Linked DNA regions of Mus musculus: region 1 is linked to region 2. The links are chromatin contacts, called in public HiChIP or PLAC-seq maps. All regions are on one chromosome and are shown on one strand. Each heading gives the region's core, a stretch centred on a gene start, on an enhancer-like site or on the middle of the called end of the contact. The rest is flanking DNA. Distances are from core to core; before and after follow the strand shown. Region 1 holds the start of Lrrc14 (leucine rich repeat containing 14). Region 2 overlaps Mroh1 (maestro heat-like repeat family member 1).

Region 1 (6,220 bases), core at 1,365-3,864, 280 kb after region 2:
ATAAATAAATAAATAAATAAATAAATAAATAAATCTTTAAAAAAAAAAAAAAAAAAAAAAAAAAAAAAAAAGAGTCTGGACCATTAAGTTTCACTCACCTGCTACTTGTCCCAAAGGTCCCGGTGGGTAGAGGGGTGACATTGGGGTGGGGCAATGAGGCACCTGTAGCTCTGGCGCAGCAGGCTGTGTTTCCTCACCTGCTTAGATAGGCAAGAGAGGGTGATGTGGAAGCACCAGCAGAGACAGTGACCATCCTGGCATGATGGCCTGCAGTCACATCACCCATTCCCCCTCACTCACCAGAGTGGTGACAGGAAGCAGTGCCTGTCCTCTGTGCTACTTCTTCCAAGGTGGAAATGGGCTGTTTGTCATCCCTGTCACCTTCCTCTTGGACGGTCAGGGTGGGGCCTGGACCAGGGTCAAGGGCTGCTGGAGCCTTTCATTTGTGTAAGTGATTCCCTAGCACCCACGGTGGGCAAATGACCCAATACTTAAGGGAGAGGCTTACCTGGTTGGGAACACTGGGATGCCCAGTGACCAAACTGCCCACACCGGAAACAAGTGTCCTTGTCTGTGGCCCTGGGTCCACTTCCCCCAAACGCAGCTTGTTTCTTCTTCCACTTTTGCTTCCATACCTGGGGAAGGGCCACACATGGAAGAACCATTCAGGAGTAGACGGGAAGAGACAGGAGGAGGGGAGGGGAGGGGAGGGGGAGGGAGGAGGAGAGGAGAGGAGAGGAGAGGAGGCTGGCCTGTTCCATTCAGCACATCTCACCTGCTTACGGAGAAGCCTGCCCCGATTGGCCCCAACTCGTACAAAGCGTTTGTTTTTCATGTTGAGTCGAATATAGTTCCCTCTGTCTAGGGAAGCTGGTCGAGGAGAGGCATGGAGGTGGGTTGTGCCCTTAGCCTTCTCTGTCCTGGCCTGGTTTGAGGAATTGCATGGCTGAGGGACATTCACTTGTGTGGGTTCTCCTGGAGGGTCTTGCCCATGTACTGTAGCCCTGGCTCCCTCAGACAGGGGTCCTGCTCCGCTGCTGGGCTGGTCTTGTGCAAAGTCCTCCCCCTTCTCATTCCACTTCCGCTTCCTGCCTTTACTGTTGATGGATTTGGGGCTCTGTGACAAAACCTGGGCTGGCTGTTGGGCTATGGCCTCTGGGCTCTGTACAGATACTTCTGACTGGATGTCAGGATCAGCGATGTTCACCTTGCCTGACATCTGAGGCTGTGACTCCTCTGCACTCAGGTCAAGCCCACAAGCACCCGGAACCTCTAGAAGATCTGAAACTCTGTTGTGACACCTCTCTAACCAACCAGGGTCTAGGGAAGTCAACCTCCGGCTGAGGGATGATCGGAGCTGCTGGAGCTGGCCCAGCCTCGGCCGGGGCTCAGGAACCCGAGGAAGTGCATCGTCAGCTTCGTCTGGACAGGGGGATTCAGTCTTTGAGCCTGGTGGCCTTGGGGCAGGAACTGTGGACAAGGATCTCTTCTGAAGCTGGAGTTTTCTGCTCTGGGTTGGTCCAGTCTAGAAAGACAGAACAGCAAATCGGAATTCAGGACCTGGGTTACTGCAGAAGTTTGGGACAGACAATAAGAGTGGAGATGCCTGAGCACCGTTAGGAACCTAGTCCCAGTTATTACAGGAGCGTACGTGCGTGCTATAAGGAAGGGTGGACATAGAAGGACCCTGGCAAACCACCCAAGGGCCAAAGGCAGTTCTGGGTTCACCTCCACGTCTTACCTGTGTTGTGTTTTTCAGATTGGCTTTGAGCCTCTTCCCATAGTCTTGTACAGAACTCAGTAGGCTCTGTTTTGGCATAGACTGCGTATTCTGCGTTGCAGCTCGACTCAGGTGGGGACCCCAGCAGCTTGGCTCCTGTGCCTGCAGTAGATAGTAGCAACCTAGACCAGTTTAAAAGATGGCATGGGCACAGAAGTGCCTCTAAAGCTTCCCCTAACCCCCATGGGAGGACCTGGCCACCCAACTTCTGTGCTCCATGGAGGCACGGCTGCAAAATGCTCTCGGTTCCTGCCATTTGGACCACAGACCGCTGAGAGTGGGATTCACTGATACCTCCTCAGCTGCCTCGGCAAGTGATTGCTCTAGGACACGATGTCTGTCGTCAGCCTGACGCACCGCCTGCTTTAGGTTACGGTACTCACGGTAGAGCGCTGGGAAGGCAGAAGTCGGCGGTCAGGGGCATACCCACTAACATTCGCCCTGTCCCTGGTCCACCAGCCCAGTGCTCACCGCGGGTCTCTTCAGGTGCCGCCTCCACATCCCCCTAGGAGAGAAGCTTGTCAGCAACAGGCTGCGCCAGGATCCCCCACTTGCCGCCCCTGTCCGGACCCTAACTCCACCTCACCTTCGCTGGCCGTCGCCCGTGCAGCCGTGCAAAAGCGCGTTCCCACTCCTGTAGCCGCGCGCGAACGGTCGCGAGCCGCTCCATGGCAGCCCGAACGTGAGTTTAGGGGAAATCTCCCGCCGCCACCGTAAAGTCCTGTCCTTAGCCAATGAGAGCGGCCGCCGGGCGGTGCTGCAGATGCTCTGAGCCCCCCGGGGAGGGGGCGGGCCTATGAGTTGTTGCGTCATCACAGCGCGCCCCGGCGCTGCGCGGAGCTGGGCGAGGCTTGCTGGGCGAGGAAGGGTTGCAGGCCTTGGTAGTCGGGGAGGCGGATGAGCGGGGGCCGCGGGGCTGGGATTCGAGTCGAGCTGAGAGTCAAGCAGCCGTTAGTGGTCAGGGCACTTGGACGGCAGGTTCGACGGGGACTGGCGCTTGAAGACCACGGCTGAGGCGGATTCTCGGGAGGTGCCGCCGGCGCGCGGGGATGGGCCGCAAGCGAAGGGAGACCTAGGGGCGGGCGAGGCCGGTCTCGGCCTGTGGCTCCAGGCTCGCCCGGGTCAGTTGATGTTCCGGGCTTTTTGTTTTCTCCAAGGATCCGAGCGTGCGCGTCTGTATGCCGCAGAGACCGCTGTGTCCTGTGTGCAGTAGCATCACCCAGAAGCAATCCTTGCTTGGAGGCCAGGCGGGCTGCCACCGGTTCCTCTTATGACAGGTGTTTGGTTGGCTTGTCCTGTCAGTTAGGCAGTCCTATTATCTTAAGCTAGAGCCAGATCAAGGACAGTCACGCGGGGTTCCCCAGGGACGCGTGCCTTAAGGACTCGTAGGAGATGTTAGAAGCAAGCAAACCCTGGGCTTCATCAGTCTTTCTGGTCCCCAGTCTTGTCCCTTGCTGCGGCTTTGCGTAAGGCCTAGGCCCTGGTTTTCCATTCTGTTGTGGGCTGAGGACTGTAGCATAGTTCTGAGGGTAAGGTGTTTTGCCCACAGGAAGTCTACTGACCCAGGATAGCAAGAATCATTCAGGCTCAGGATCTTTTGTATGTGGCTTCTCAGCTGGAACGCTTTAGCAGTTTTGGCTTGGATCGTTATGAATCTCGTGAATTTAAGACATGGTTTCTCAGTGAAGAGGAGGTACCCGAATAGGAGACAAGGACCACAGAGGGTGAGAGTTGCTCTTCCTCAGGGATTTCTCTGCCTAGTTATACCCTAGAAATCCGCTATCTCTGGAGTTCAAACTCAGGGCCTTGGTCTCAGATGCTGCACACCATCTGTTCACAGGATCCTTTAAAAAACAAAAACAAAAAAAAAACCCCAGAGCCTGGCACTCACTAAGCTGTGTTAGACTTCTTTAACTCCAAAGGCACATCTACGTGGAGGGTCAGGATGTTAGGCTACTGGCTCTGGAGGAATCCTCTGTTGTCAGTCTGGTGGGAAGAGAGGTCTGGGATTTACTTCACTTTAGAAAATATTTACTTTCCCTAGTCGTAGGAAAATACACCATGTGCATGTGAAAGCTTCAGGTCAAAAGGGGGCACCTGCATCAGTTCCATGTGGCTGTGACATACCATGTTGGTTCTGGAAACCAGGCTGGGGTCTTTTGCAAGATCGGTAAATGCTCATAACTGCTGAACCATTTCTCCACCCCACCCTCCCACCCCCATTTTACAAGCAAACATGCAAATCTACTAGAACTCAATAGTGGGCTAGCCAGCCAGTAAGGTTCAGGGAGTCTTCTGTTGACTCCAGTGCTGGCTACAGAGCTGTGTCACCTGTATCCTGCTTTTACATAGGTTCTGTGGTCTGAAATCAGGTCCTCATGTTCAGTAAGAGCTATACAGAAAGGCGTCTCCCAGCCCCTTTTCTTCTTCTCTTTTCTTTCCTTCCTTTTTTTTTTTTTTTTTTTTTTTTTTGGCTAGGATGTCACTGTAAGGATAAACAGACTATAAATAGACTAGGTGCGCTTCGGACTCATAGATCTACCTCCCTCTTGCCTTCCTCTGTGCTGGAATTGAAGGTGTACAACTCCATGCCTAGCCCTTACTAGACTTCTGAGGAAGGATTTCTGAGTCATTGTCATTTGGGAGACCTAAAGTATCAGTGTTGGGCCCTGCAGAGCATGAGCTATTTCTTTTAACAGACAGGTCATTGACACAGCTGCACTATGTATGTTCTGCTCAACACTTTGTTTCCCCCATGTCTCCTGTCCACTCTGCACAGTGCTAAGTGCTTCCTAGGAATTGTTCCTGCCAAGTGTGATGGCACAGCATGTAATCCCAGAAGAGGCAGGAGGATTGCTACAAATTCAAGACAAGCCTGGGCTATACAGTGAGACATTGTCTCAAGCCAGACCTAGAAACTTATCTTTTGTGCATTTCTCCTCTATTAACTACCAACTCCATATCAGATACCTTGGTGGGCTTTGTACCACTGATAACTTGGGGAGGGTGTGGCCTGCTTCTGGCCCAGAGTTTGTCTAATTAAGACTCCCCCTCCTGCAGGTGGCTGTCTGCCCAGTCCAGCACCATGCACACACTTGTGTTCCTCAGCACGCGTCAGGTCCTTCAGTGCCAGCCAGCTGCATGCCAGGCCCTGCCCCTGCTGCCCCGGGAACTCTTCCCTCTGCTCTTCAAGGTGGCCTTCATGGACAAAAAGACGCTTGTGCTGCGTGAGCTGGTGCACACGTGGCCCTTTCCCCTGCTCAGCTTCCAGCAGCTGCTGCAGGAGTGTGCCCACTGCAGTCGAGCCCTGCTGCAGGAGCGGCTCAGCACAGAAAGCATGCAGGCTGTGATCCTGGGGCTGACAGCTCGGATTCACACTCAAGAAACAGAGGCTGGCACGCAGCCCTTGTGCAGGTATGCATTTATCTAGGGGGCCCATAGGCTAGGGGTACAAGGAAGATCCCCTGAGTTGTGGTTCTGAGATCAGAAAGAGCTCCCTCCATATGGGGATATCTGTTGCTTCTGTACAAAGTAGCTGGGAGGGATGCTGGCCTTTCTCCTTCACTCCCTCCCTCTGCCCATCCCTGCTCCCAGGAAGCATGCATTGCGGGTTCTGGACATGACGGGTCTCCTGGATGATGGTGTGGAGCAGGATCCTGAAACCATGAGCATGTGGGACTGTACAGCCGCTGTAGCCAGAACGTGCATTGCCCAGCAGCAGGGTGGGACTGCCGAGCCAGGGCTGTCACCAGTCCCCGTGGAAATCCGAGTAGACCTTCGGGTAAACCGGGCCTCGTACACATTCCTTCGTGAGGCCCTCCAAAGCAGTGTGGCCAGCCCGCTGCGGCTGTGCTGCCGGGACCTGCGGGCTGAGGATCTACCCATGCGTAACACTGTGGCCCTGCTACAGCTTTTAGATGCAGGCTGTCTGCGCCGGATAGACCTGCGCTTCAATAACCTGGGCTTGCGTGGCCTGTCTGTCATTATCCCACATGTGGCCCGCTTTCAGCACTTAGCTAGCCTGAGGCTGCACTACGTGCATGGGGACTCAAGACAGCCTTCCGTGGACGGGGAGGACAACTTTCGCTACTTTCTGGCCCAGATGGGCCGGTTTATGTGTCTTCGGGAGCTCAGCATGGGGTCTTCTCTCCTTTCAGGCAGGCTGGATCAACTGCTCAGGTGAGTGGGCTCTCCCGCTGCTCTCCCTCTTTTATGTGAGGCCATTCTTGGCCTACCTGCCCGTGACCCTTGTGTAACCTCTTTGTCCCTGCAGCACCCTGCAGAGGCCCCTGGAAAGCCTAGAACTGGCCTTCTGTGCGCTCTTGCCTGAGGACCTACGCTTCCTGGCTCAGAGTTCTCATGCTGCCCATCTCAAAAAGTTGGATTTGAGTGGCAACGACCTGTCAGGCAACCAGTTGACACCCTTCCAGGGTCTGCTGC
Region 2 (6,769 bases), core at 377-2,876:
TGGCGGCAGATAGCGTGCGGGCTGTCAGTATCCGCACCCTCTACCTGGTCAGCACCACAGTGGATAGGATGAACAGTGTGAGTGTGCATGTCTCTGACCCGAGGCTGGCTGCCTGAGCTTTCCCAGTCCTAGATTTCCTGCCCTCCCCATCCCTGGCCTGGAGCGGAGAGTGTGGCCTCCAGGGGACAGTGGCCGGACAGTGCTCAGAGGATCTCTCAGCAATGGCCGGACACACTGTCTGTCTTAGCATCGGCCCCTCTCAAGCTACCCGGCTCCTGTATAGCAGTGGAGATCCAGTTCTGACATCTCTACTGCCCCGGAGGCCGTGCCCACCTGCTTGCAGTCCACAGACCGTGGCCCTCTGTCCTTCAGGTTCTCTGGCCCTACCTCCTCGAGTTCCTCACCCCGGTGCGCTTCACTGCGGCCCTCACCCCGCTCTGCAGGAGCCTTGTGCACTTAGCCCTGAAGAGGCAGGAGGCTGGGGCAGATGATTTCCTCATCCAGTACAACGCGAATGGTGTGGAGGCCCAACCACCGTGCCCCTGGCTGACCCCACCGACGCCATGATGCCCTTACACCTCGTCCTCTCTCAGCTCTCTGCCTTGCCCTTGCCCTGCCCCTGCTGCTGACACCCCCCTACCCCACCCCACCCCACCCCCAGCTGCTTTCGCATGCTGTCCCACCCCAGCTGCCTGCTTGTGCCTATGGTCCCATCTTTTATCCTATCCCTGCCTTGTAACTGTTTCCATGTTTCTTGTCCAGCAAACCTCCCGTCTCCCTTCGCTATGACCACACGACTGCTGGTAAGCAACGGGTCTGTTACTGTGTCTCAGCACACGGGCTGACACTGTCCTTCATGGGACATTCTCGTAGGTGTCAGCGTGACCGAGCTTACTCTGATAGAAGAGTGGCCTCTCGGCCCCAGAGTCCCTGTCAGCTCTGTGGCAAGCCTGACCCTTGCCACCGTCTCATTGGCATTCCTTGCCCCCGTGTTTGCTGGTTTTCCCTTCACCCCTGGGAAGCTGGTCCCCAGGTTGGGCACTGTGGCCAGGAGATGGCAGGCGGCTCCATGCTTAGGCGACCCCCTTCCTTCCTCTCCTTCAGGTTGTGTCTTCTAATCCCTACCTGGGAGATGGGCGTGGAGCGGCCTCCCTGCGCCTCCTGAAGGTTATGCATCAGAATATCCACCCTTTCCTGGGCCAGCGGTGGGAGACAACCATGCCCATGCTGCTGGAGTACCTGGATGGTGAGGCCTGTGAGGCTCAGGAGCCCCTTAGCCACCCCTGACCCCACTAGCACCCAGTATGCCGTTCGGGTTGAAAGAAACGATCCAAGCTGTAATCTAAGAAAGGGCCTGGATGGCTCACAAGGGAAGGGGGTGTGACTGTGGCCTGACTGGTTTCTGCGTTCCTTCTGGGAATTCCCAGAGACAAGGAGGGCCCACCTAGTGCATGTTGGAATGAGCCTGCCTGGCAGGACCCCAGCCAGTGGGCTTATTGGTCATTTCAGAGCACACCGAGGAAAGCCTGTCACTGAAGGAGTGGGAAGAAAAGCTTCTAATGGTGAGAGATGGAGCAGAAGGCCAAGGGCCTGTCTGTGCCTTTTTGGGACATTCTGGGCCTGGGCACAGAGGGCCAGGGCAGCAAATGTTGGACCAGTGTATTGTGCCTTCCAAGGGGCTTGTTGTTATCCAACTTCATCTGGTGGTGTGACTAGGGGATGGGCTCAGTGGTGGGGGGAGTTTGGGGTAAGGATGGTGGCTGGTCTCAGATGTCCCTGGCAGGATATTGTACCTTCTGTCACTCAGCACCAAATGGGAGGGACTTTTGCTCATCCTGGGCACAGAAAGGGCTTTTCCCTCCTTCCCCGTCCCCAGCCGAGTTCAGAGCCACTTGTGCTTCAGCCTGCCTCATAGCTACCCACCTTCAAAGGCCACTTACCAACAGGAGTCACCATAAGGTTATCACGTGTCAAGGCCCTGCCTCAGGCCTCACCAATGCTCTCCCCCCTCAGTTCCTGCGAGACACCCTGGCCGTAGTATCTGACAACATCTGGATCTGCCAGCTGAGCCAAGAGATGTGCAAGCAACTGCCCTCTTACAGTGGGACTCCTCAGGAGAAGGTGCCTGAGACAAGCTAGCTGGGGATGGGGATCTCTGCACAGTCCCCAGCTCCCATGCTTTGTGTCTTTGATCTCGCCTGTCTGTGTCTTTGTCTCCTGACTCTGGCAACCCTGGCCAAGCCACTTAAAAAGCAAGCAGGGTCAGGAGGCTCCTCGCTGCAGTTAACAGCTGGGGGATGGGGGACAGCTGCCTGCTCACTGTTCCTCAGACACAGCCTGGGTCTCACCTCCTCATGCAGGACCCTTCCTATGTCCTGCTTGAAATACAGCTTCCTCTCCAAGGGGCCGGGTGTAGTGGTGCCCACGTTTAACCCCAAATACTTGAGAGGTAGGCGGATCTATGAGATCAAGTCCAACCTGGTCTACACAGCTAGTTCCAGGACAGCTGGGGCCACATACAGAAACCATATATCAAAAAAACCAAAAAGGAGGAAAGGATACAGCTATCCATTAGCAGTACCCACCACAGTGCAAGTGTCTGTCTGCTCAGGAGTCAGGTTCATCTGTGTTCTCTCCCTGTGTTCCAGAACTTCCTGTATAAGTGCATTGGAACCACGCTGGGTGCTGCTTCAAGTAAGGAGGTGGTGAGGAAACACCTCCGAGAGCTGCTGGAGACAGCCAGATATCAAGAGGAGGCAGAGCAGGAGGTAGGTAGTCCCCAGTGCCCGGGGCTGTGAGGCCGTGTTCATCTGCCGCTCTGAGCTAGCCACGTGTGCTGTGAGCACATAGGTACATGCATGCTTGCACGTGAGGCACACTGCTTGCTTCCTCACGGATGTCCGCGTGTATTTGTGTGCCTTCAGGTTTATGTGTGTGTGGAACTTTGTGTACGTGTGGATATACACTCCTCCCCACACAGCGTGTGGGCAGGTGGGCCACTGTGCCCAAGTGTGAGCACACCCGTGCACCTCCCCAGGGCCTGGCCTGTTGCTTTGGGATCTGTGCCATTACCCACCTTGAGGACACTCTAGCACAGCTGGAGGACTTTGTGAGGTCAGACGTGTTTAGGAAGTCCACCGGCATCTTTAGCATTTTTAAGGTAAGACGGTCATTACCCAGAACAGTGTCCTTGTGAGTAGATACCTGTCTGTGGCTGCCCCACTTTTCATGGCTGTGGTAGGGTGGGTTCCTGCCCTCTGCTCTCTCTCAAGATGAAGGCTAGGGCTGGGTTCCCTCAGGCTTTGTATCCTCCATTCCTCCTCTGGGCCTGAGCTCTCCTCCCACTGAGGGCCTCCCAGAAGCCCTAGCTGATTGGAGTGCTGTTCCTCTAGCTGTGGGTAATGAGAGTTCTCAGTGGCAAGGTTCTGTGGTGATCAGCTTTCTGTTGCTATGACGAAATACTTGAGGAAATCAACTTTAAGGAGGAAGAAGTAGTCTGTCTCCTAGTTTCAGAGGTTGTGCAGGCCGGGCATGGTGGAGGGGCCGGTGAAGAGAGCTTCTCCCTTCACAGGAGCCAAGAGCACACTTACCTACCTCTAGACCCGTGCTGCTTTGAATCCTTCAAAGAGTTCGTTTCTGTGGCTCTCTGCCTTCCTCGTGCTGCGATCCTTTAATGCAGTTCCTCATGTTGTGCTGACCCCTAACCATAAAGTAATTTTCATTGCTATTTCATAACTGTAATTCTGCCACTGTTATGAGTCGTAATGGGTTAGTGCGTTGATGAACTAGTCACTTCCCAAGGGTTTCTGTCTTTGAACACTGCTGCTCTGGGGACATGTGAACTTTAGGGACATTTTCAAATGTTTCTCTAACCCCTGCAGCACTGGGGACCCTTGAGCTCTAGGGACATTGCCTATCAGAACCACACAGCTGGGGAACTCAGAGCTGTCCCCTTCTCTAAGGCCAGGCTGTCTGTCCTTTGCCCTGAGTGCTTGGGTTTTCAGAATCTCCCACCATGCCTGACCCTGACCATTTTGCTCTGTGTCTAGTGATTGCTCTGCTCATGGAACCCGAGGGTTGGCCCAGGAGTGCAAGGACCCACACACCTCTTCTTTCTCTTTCTCGTCTTCCTCTATCTCTTTTTAAAAGTGTTTTTAGGCCAGGCGTGGTGGAGGACGCCTTTAATCCCAACACTTGGGAGGCAGAGGCAGGCGGATTTCTGAGTTTGAGGCCAGCCTGGTCTACAAAGTGAGTTCAGGACAGCCAGGGCTATACAGAGAAACCCTGTCTCAAAAAAACCAAAGGGGGAAAAAAAGTGTTTTTAAATTTATTTATTCATTTTGTTTTATGTGTATGTGTACCAGTGTTCTGCCTGCATGTATATCTATGCACCTGATCCCACTGAGGTCAGAAGAAGGCAGTGGATCCCCTGGAACTGGAATTATGTATGGTTGTGAGCCTCCATGTGGATGCTGGAAATTGAACCTTGGATCCTCTATAAGAACAAGTGTTCTTAACCACTGAGCCATTTCTCCAGCCCCCTCTATCTCTATCTTGAGACAGGGCCTCACTGTGTAGCCTTGGTTAGCACAGAATTTGATGTGTAGATTAGGTTGGCCTCAAATTCAAAGAGATCTGCCTTTACCTCCAGAGTGCTGGGATAAAGGTGTGAGACAACTTGTAGCTCCTGCCTCCCCCCGCCCCCACACACTGTCTTTTCTGATGTTGGCATCTACAAGCCCTAGTTTTCAGGTTGTTAGGCTTCCAGCTTTCTTTCCCCTGTTTCTTGGTCCCACTGCCTCAGCCCTTTCTTGCAACCAAATGGTTCCCGGTGGACATGCGTGGGCACCGGGGCTGCCCTCCTGCCATCCCTGGATGCTCCCTCTGGTGTTCCTAGCTGGCTCTGGCTATTCCAGGAGTTTTAGGGTATAGAAAGCCCACTGCAAAGCAAGGCTCCCTGGGAGAGTAGTTCACTGAGTAAGTGCCGTCCCACTGACTCTCTACCTCAGGATCGAAGCGAGCACGAAGTGGAAAGAATGAAGAGCTGTCTGATCCTGTGCTACGGGCACGTGGCTGCCCAGGCCCCTCGGGAGCTGGTGCTGGCCAGGGTAGAGTCTGATATCCTGCGCAGCATGTTCCAGTGCTTCAACACCAAGGTGGGCGTTGCCGATGTCCGTGGGGGCCAGTCACACAACGCCAGAGTCTTACCTTATTTCACTCTTTGTTGTTTAGGTTCTGGGAATAAAGGTAGAGACCAAGGTATAGTGTATGGCGACCGACCATGTGTGAACTATGCTTTTCTCTCTCCTCTGGGCTGGGCTTTGGGACAGAGCCAAACCTAGAGCTCGCTGGGCTTCCTGGCCATGGTGGTCCTGGGGAAGTGTGGTGGAGTACAGCTCTGAGACTCCTGCCCACTTCCCTGTGGAGCAGCTAAGCAAGCGCCCGCTGAGGACAGAGCCAGGCTTCTCTGCCTCTGGGTAATTGATCCTGGGCTACATCCTTAGAGACAGCTGATAGGCCACTCACAGCTGTGTCCCCCCCACATAGCCCAGCGATAGCTCCAGGCTCCTTTGGCTCTGTTCCCAATGCTTTTGGGGCTGCCTTTCTCTAGACCCCAGAGAGCACCTAGGGGAGGGCTAGTTAAGCCCAGAACTATTGAAAAGGGCCAAAGGTTCCCTTGGTCTCATTAACATACTTCCTCTGTGACTCCTTGATACTAACCTGGCAGGCCTTTGTGAGGGACAATTCTTTCTTCCTGAGGAGTGGGGAGCCTCAGGGGTGAGGGAGTGGGCTGGATGGCTGAGGTTCTTTTAGTTTCTTGTTTCCCCCACCCAGCCCATAGGAGTAAGAGGTTTGGCCCTCTGTTTCTCAGAATGGCCTCTCTCCTGTCTCCCATGAAGCTGTCATACTACACAGCAGTTCCCCTGTGGGCCAAGGCCCTGGAACTTCAGGTCCTAGGTTTCTCCTCAGTCAGGAGGCTGCTGTCGGGCTTTTTGGTCACAGTGAACAGCGGCTCTGGCTGTTCAAGAAAGGGCGTGAACTCCAGTTTCTGAGGCTGGGCTCTGCTCTGTGGCTACTCTGGGGCAGTTCTGGGGGCAGATATGCAAACCTCCTGCAGCCAGCTCTTCCCCTAGGACCCGGCCCTGAAGCTCTGCCTCGTCCAGAGCCTGTGCATGGTCAGCCAGGCCATGTGCAGCAGCGCACAAGCCAGCTCCTTCCACTTCTTGAGGAAAACAGAGCTGGTGACACAGATGATGGTGAGGCCCGGGCAGTCACTGGGCTTGAGTGGGTGCAGACAGAGCCCTGCGCCTCAGAGGCCTCAACCACCCACTTCATGGGAGAGATGGGGGGGGGCAGGGAGGAGGCTAATAGGGCCTGTTATATGCTGCCTCCCCAAGGAATTCATCAGGGCAGAACCCCCAGACTGCCTGAGAACACCCATTCGGAAGAAAGCCATGTTGGCCTGCACATACCTGGTGTATCCTTTCCTGCCTCTCTGTGCACTGAGTGGGCCTGTGGGTCTGTATGGGGATGTATAGAATGCATTATAGATCAGAAATCGTCTGAACGTAATGGTAGCTGGACCATCCATGTAGGCCCAGTGGTTTCTAGGGCGGGGTTGGGGGGAGGGCAGGCTGGAGAAGATGTCAGGGAGACACTTATTGGTGCCCTTAACCTGCTGCTCAGCAACTTGGAGCCCGCGCTGGAGGAGCAGACACAGGCAGATGTGGTCCACAGCTGCCTACACAGTGTCATGGCCCTGCCACCT

The links. HiChIP or PLAC-seq counts read pairs in DNA pulled down with a chosen protein or histone mark.
Region 1: an H3K4me3 HiChIP or PLAC-seq map of the SCID.adh cell line shows a contact between it and region 2, with 12 read pairs. The contact joins the promoter of Lrrc14 here to the enhancer-like site in region 2. A contact is called at or near these places in 5 of 39 promoter capture datasets (the C10 cell line, cranial neural crest, frontonasal cranial neural crest and 2 more), 3 of 484 Hi-C or Micro-C datasets (the G1E-ER4 cell line, neural progenitor cells and palatal mesenchyme), 7 of 115 datasets of contacts at active chromatin or transcription factors (the SCID.adh cell line, astrocytes, embryonic forebrain and 4 more) and 1 of 9 other capture datasets (liver).

Annotation. Positions count from the first base shown.
Region 1 is chr15:76,708,027-76,714,246 of GRCm38.p6, forward strand. Lrrc14 (leucine rich repeat containing 14) reads left to right here and starts at 2,615. Exons shown (of 4, transcript NM_001358891.1): 1 at 2,615-2,901; 2 at 4,841-5,194; 3 at 5,375-5,959; 4 at 6,054-6,220. The coding sequence starts at 4,866. It overlaps Recql4 (RecQ protein-like 4), which reads right to left and starts at 2,533. Exons shown (of 22, transcript NM_058214.3): 1 at 2,367-2,533; 2 at 2,252-2,285; 3 at 2,075-2,172; 4 at 1,742-1,882; 5 at 776-1,525; 6 at 509-635; 7 at 301-408; 8 at 99-197. The coding sequence starts at 2,450.
Region 2 is chr15:76,427,140-76,433,908 of GRCm38.p6, forward strand. Mroh1 (maestro heat-like repeat family member 1) reads left to right here. Exons shown (of 44, transcript NM_175457.4): 15 at 1-77; 16 at 373-517; 17 at 763-803; 18 at 1,105-1,246; 19 at 1,510-1,562; 20 at 2,014-2,121; 21 at 2,649-2,768; 22 at 3,038-3,160; 23 at 5,010-5,156; 24 at 5,233-5,259; 25 at 6,135-6,257; 26 at 6,399-6,478; 27 at 6,688-6,769. It overlaps Mir6954 (microRNA 6954), which reads left to right and starts at 6,075; the gene lies at 6,075-6,134. Within about 2 kb of position 1,627, at least 5 of the 459 cell types and tissues checked have an H3K27ac peak or open chromatin away from gene starts, as enhancers often do. A contact at or near this core is called in the SCID.adh cell line, where this site is marked.